2 separate regions of the Rattus norvegicus genome follow, and region 2 is linked to region 1. The links are chromatin contacts, called in public Hi-C maps. All regions are on one chromosome and are shown on one strand. The core of a region is the stretch at or near the end of the contact, and the rest is flanking DNA. Distances in the headings are between cores, read along the strand shown. Region 1 holds the start of Ttc9 (tetratricopeptide repeat domain 9). Region 2 holds the start of Map3k9 (mitogen-activated protein kinase kinase kinase 9).

Region 1 (2,961 bases), core at 309-2,808:
ACAGAAGTGCTTCTGGTAGCCATACTATTACTGTCAATCTTGTTAAAGCACAACTTCTGGGTCAGTGGGCTGGCAATCTTACACAAGGAGCACTTCCTACAGGCTCATCGGTGATGCTGATGCTGCTGGTCCAAGGCCTGAGTAGGAAGCTTTCACAGCACTGTCTCTGAGCTCGTCTTGGAGCTCCGGAAGCACGGCTTGCTGGATCCAAGGCTGGGGTTCTGTTGTAGACAGTCTGGACTATATGACCTTAGAGTTTGCATATTATAATTTCCAGGAGATGTTGATGCCGCAGAGCTGGGAACCACCCTTTGAAAATCACATCATTGGAGCATTCTTTCTCTCTCCTTGCATCACTAAAAATGTGTGTCTCCTTTTCGTTGATTACAAACTCAGATCCAAACGTTTCACCCAGAAACCTAGACATCTTTCACTCCCATGGCCACAAAGTCAAAGATTAGGTCTTGAATACACCTGAGGTGTCGAACATCTCAGCTCAGTGAGCTTTCCTAGCTTTGGCTAATAGGTTACACTCTCCCCATGCCCATCCTTCAGGGTCTTCAAATGTTATCCCCATAAGCCTTCCCCAGAGCTCCACAGAACCTTCTTGATTGCTAGTAGGGAGTGTATCTTCCAGCAGTAAAATGGGTTCTTTGGGGGTGCGGAGGCCGGGGGGGGGGGAGCGGGTAACTTGCCTGTTTTCATCTGCCCGTGTGGCTCAGCCAATCTCCAGCGTACAGCTGATACCTTGACTGACAGAGTAAAAGAATGAAGGAAGGAGCCTCCCCAGTAAGGGCGCGGAACTGTCCAGTAATGGAAACTGGAACCCTGTGCCCGCGAAGCCGATGACCAACAGTAACAGGTGTTCCCATCTCCGCTTCTGTGATTCATTCTGCATAGCTGCGCACGCACATAGCGTAAGCACACACAGTCTCCCGGAATACAACGCCAGGCACGCAGACGTGCACCCAGTGTCCTGGGCGCCCGGGAGACACACCTCAGAGACAACCTGGATTCACAAAAGGGAGGCCCTGCCACCTAAAATAGTAATGTCTTACTGCAAACAAAACAAGCAATGGATCCTGCTTATTTTCCTTGCTCCCTGGCGCACCTTTCTCTTTAGTCCTAAAGAAAGCTATTGAGGTGACCCCCCCCCCAACTCCCAAGTCCTCCCCCACACGCACCCCTCCCCCACAGCTTCGTTCGGCCACGGCGTGCCTCGGAAGGCTGGATGAATGGGAACCAGGGGGCCCTCTTTGTCGCTAATCCTCCCCTCCTTTGAGCAAGCCCAGCTTCTTCCGGGTCAGCGACAATCACCACCACCCCAGTCGGGCCGGCTGTCCCCTGCACCAGGGCCAGGCTCGCACTGGGTCCGGTAGCCCGCGGGGGCAGGTTGCGGGAGCAGAAAAGGGCGGGGACGAGGGCGGGCGCCGAGGGAGCGGGGGAGGGAGCTCGGAGCCGAGAGATCGCAGGAGGAGGGAGCAGCCTCGGGCGGCTGGCGACGAGGATGGGAGTGCGGGGCGAGCGCACGGCGCCCAGGGTCACGGCCACGGCGGAGTCTGCGGGGCGCGAAGCCAGCGCCCGGCGCTTTTAAAGCCCGGATCGCGGCGCGCTCGAGGCGCGGGCGGCGGCCGGATGGAGAGGAAGGGCTTGGCAGCCCGAGCCTCAGGGAACCCTAGCCCGCCCGCGCTCGGTGAGGGACCGCGGCCCGGGCCGCCACCGTGCGTCCCGAGCGGCGGAGGGGCCCCGGAGCGGGGCCAGGCTGGAGCGGCGGCCGAGCCCGCGGAGCTTATCCGGCGCGCGCACGAGTTTAAGAGCCAAGGGGCGCAGTGCTACAAGGACAAGAAATTCCGCGAAGCCATCGGCAAATATCACCGGGCGTTGCTGGAGCTGAAGGGGTTGCTGCCGCCCCCGGGGGAGCGGGAGCGGGACGCACGGCCAGCCTCCCCGGCAGGGATTCCCAAAGCCAGCCGCCTCTCGGAGGAACAGAGCAAGACGGTTGAAGCCATTGAGATCGACTGTTACAACAGCCTGGCAGGTAAGCCGCGCCCCGCCGCACCCCCTCCCCTCCTTTCCCGGGCCTCCGGGGGCCCCGCCCGGCCACGCGTCCGGTCCCCAGCTTTTCCCGACCTAGTCTCTCTGGGTCCCAGAGCGCCTTTGAGGTACATCGTGGTGCAGACTCCCTCCCGTGACAGTGGTGCTCTGGGGAGGAAATCTGGGAGGGAGGCGCTTGAGAAAAAGTGTGACTTTCAAGACGATGCCTTCCAAAGGCCATAGTCATCTTGAGTCTCTTCCCTTGCAAACATGGTAAATCTTTCCTATAAATGACTGGGCAGACAAAGGGCGACTCAGCGGGTCTGTCAGCGACTACTACTGCTCACTTGGGTTCAGACTGAAGAGATAGCACCCAAGTGTGCCCCCAGAAGCCATGGGCTCTAAGGACAGCCCATGCACCTGTCTGCCTCACTCTGCTGTCACTGGCTCCAAAGTTGGCCTAGGTCTTCCCTTAAGTAAGCATCCAGGTAGAAACAGGCCTTCCTTCAAGTTCTCCTGCCCCAGTAGCAAAAAGATTTTTTTTTTTCAGGATGTCTTCAGCATCCTGAGTAAAATGGATTCCAAAAATGTCACTTTCTTCTCTTTCCTGTTCGTTGCACCAGTAGTCTCAGGGCTCTGAGTTCATGGTTGGTCCTTAGCCCTGCTGAATTCTTAGTCTCCTGCCCAAGGCTCTTCTGTTGGGCTGAAGGTGTACAGTCCATGGTGCACTTTAGGGATGAGGCGTAAGAGTGTGTGTGTGTGTGTGTGTGTGTGTGTGTGTGTGTGTGTGTGTGTGTTAGAGAAAATTTAAAGCCTGTAAAAAAGAAAAACTCTGAGGACTTCTGTGAAATGTGGCAAACAGTGTCATAAACAACCGCCTCACAGTGACTAAACCACCCTCTCCTCTAATCCCACCTGGTGTGTTGG
Region 2 (2,700 bases), core at 4-2,503, 160 kb after region 1:
GGTTCCTGGGAAATTGGTGAAAACCAGGACACAGGGAGAAAGAGCCTGGGAGGGAACCCTGGTTCTGGCCCCCCTGAGATTTGGCCAATGCCAAATATAGGCAAGGATCTAGGGTGAAAAAAAAATGTGTTGTGTGAACAGTATGACTGTAAGGGACAAGGACTTAGCCACTGTACCTGCTGATCCTGAACTCCCACGAGGGACAGACATACTTTCTCCCTCTAATCATTTCTCCACTCATAACTTTGCCCCCTCCCCCACCTACACACCTTTCCTAACATATTCTTCGGCGAGACTCCTCAGGTACAACTTTGAGATACAGTATGAGAACCCGAGAAATCAACACGAGATTTCAAAGGCACCTGACTCTTGAGTTCACACATGCTTCCGGGACTTGTGAACCTGCCCAGGCAAGCGGGAGACACCTCCACTTCTCTCTGGACACATACCTTTAAGAGGCGGAGACAAGCGACAGAAAAGGTCCGCCGGGTCCTTGATTAGGGAACTAAGGTTACTGATGACAGTAACCACCTGCTCTCCAAAACCCTTCTAGATCTGGAGGGGAACAGGAGGGAGAGGAAGGGGTTGGGACGTAAGGAGACTCGGGTTAGGGTTTCAAGAGTTGCTACTTGCGCGAGTCAGATGAAGGTGAAGAAGCCCAGTGTTCCAGGCAGGGCCTGCGACTCTAGAGCTTCTGGGTAGCACCAGCTAAAGTCCCTGTAGTCCCGGTGCCCACCCATGCCCGGGCCAGTCGCTCTCCCCCCGGGACTGCTCCTCGCCCACCCTTAGGCCTCACCCTCCCGTCCCCACCGGGTACCGGTGCCCGCCTTCTTACGCTGAATGGGCGGGTAGCAGCTGGGGTCCTCCGTGCCCGGCTGGCAGCGACTGGAGAAGGCGCTGCGCGGGGTCACGTAGTTGCTGGGGAAGATGCCCACCCGCTGGTTCAGCTGTCCGGTCCACCAGCCCTCATCGCCGGACACCTGAGAGTCCTTGGACAGCACCTCTACCACATCGCCCAGCCGCAGGGTCAGCTCGTCCTCTCCTGCCGCCTCGTACTCGAACACAGCCGTCCAGTAGGGCAGCGTGGCATGAGATCCCAGCTCGGCCGCCGCCTCCTCTTCGTCTTCCTCCTCTTCGGCCCCAGCACCGGTGGCATCCTCCCCCGGCGGGGCCGCAGCGGCGCTCGCCAGGCAGCCGAGAAGCGATCTGGAGGACTCCATGGAGCGGCCGGTCCATAGGGTGCGGGGCGGCCGCCCGCGGGAGCCGCCGCCGCCTATTGTTCATGCGGCTCGGCAGCGCTGGGGGCTCCGCGCCCCGGACGGCCGCCGCAGGTAGGGCCGGAGCAGGGTAGGCGCGCGAGAGTCGAGGACGCCCGGTGCGCACCGCGAGCGCGCACCGCGGACAGGGGCGCGGTGCAGTGCCCGCCGCCTGGCGCCCCCGCGGGCGGCCTCGCCCCTCGGCGGCTCCCACCTGCTCGTGCCGCCCGTGCCCGCCGCCCGCTGGCCGCTCCCTCCCCGCCCCGCCCCATGCGCCCCGCCTCCCGCACGCCCGGGACCACCTGACGCGAATCTGGCTCCGCCCCAGCCCTGCGGACCCGGGGGCAGGGCCTCCGGGATGGACCCGCCTCCACAGCCACTCCGTCCTCCCATTGGCCCGCAGCGGCTGTCCGTCTCCTGAGGATAGCTGAGGCCTCATTGGGTGGCTCCCGAAGGTGAGACCGAGTGTGGGTCCGAGAGGGCTGCAGAGCCCTGTCTTTGTCTGCGCCGGTTGGTCCTACGGGCTGCGCCAGTTCCTGGTTCAGATGACCAAGCTCTTGGATCTGCTGTTCCCCTGGTCAGCCCTGGGGACCAGCCTATGTACCCTGCCGCCGCAACGCACACTGACACTCCGGAACCTTATGGCTTGAAATGGAAGAACTCTTTCGATTGCTCTGCTGGCCTTAATGAAGACTGTGTTCATCTTTGTAAGAGGAGATTCCTGGCCATTGTTATTAGAATTACGAAAGGGGAGGTCACCTAGTGGTGCTTCCGCAGGCTAGGGGAGTCGTGCGGAACCAGCTAGTTTGCGCTTGCCTTGTGGAGCTGGCTGTATCTAGGACCCTGGTGACAGGCTACACAGATCCCATCAAGGACTAAAGCAGAGTAAAGGCGGGTGCTGCCTGCCACTCTTGGGCAAGGGCTGACCTACGCTATGTCCTTTTGTTATCTCCCCCACCCTCAACCCCACCCCCGCCAAGATTGAGGAAGAGCAAAAAGACCTTAACCTCTCTTACATGCTTTGAAGCCTGTCATAGCAATGGCTTCCATATTTCAAAACAGCCATGGTATCTACCAAACCTTTTCCAAGACAGGAATAGATGTGATTTGTTTAGCAAGAATTAGTGTTTCATTGTTTATTTGTTCATTTGTGGTTTTGAAGCAAGATCTTACTGGGTAGCCCAGGCTGGCCTCTCACAGTCTCTGGGGATGGAGACCCGGAAGTAAATTCCCTAACGTGTTCAAGTTTATAGGAGGATCTAACACGTTCAGTTCTCGGGAGGGTCAGTAAACTGGAAAAGATGTGCATACGATTCTCTGAGGTTAAGATGAAGCCACTCTACCTGCAAGAGGGTGAGAGAGGGGAAAATAGTGTTGTTTTTTTTTTTTCTTTTTTTTTGGAGCTGGGGACCGAACCCAGGGCCTTGTGCTTGCTAGGCAAGCG

Evidence for each region. Hi-C and Micro-C count contacts between places; a contact is called where the count stands out from the background.
Region 2: a contact with region 1 is called in a Hi-C map of Schwann cells, with 7 times the contacts expected there. The contact joins the promoter of Map3k9 here to the promoter of Ttc9 in region 1. A contact is called at or near these places in 11 of 12 Hi-C or Micro-C datasets (the A7r5 cell line, the Rat2 cell line, Schwann cells and 6 more) and 1 of 1 datasets of contacts at active chromatin or transcription factors (oligodendrocytes).

The regions. Positions count from the first base shown.
Region 1 is chr6:107,062,969-107,065,929 of GRCr8, forward strand. It overlaps Ttc9 (tetratricopeptide repeat domain 9), which reads left to right and starts at 1,559. Exons shown (of 3, transcript NM_001134731.1): 1 at 1,559-2,038. The coding sequence starts at 1,636.
Region 2 is chr6:107,218,808-107,221,507 of GRCr8, forward strand. It overlaps Map3k9 (mitogen-activated protein kinase kinase kinase 9), which reads right to left and starts at 1,254. Exons shown (of 11, transcript NM_001100872.1): 1 at 836-1,254. The coding sequence starts at 1,220.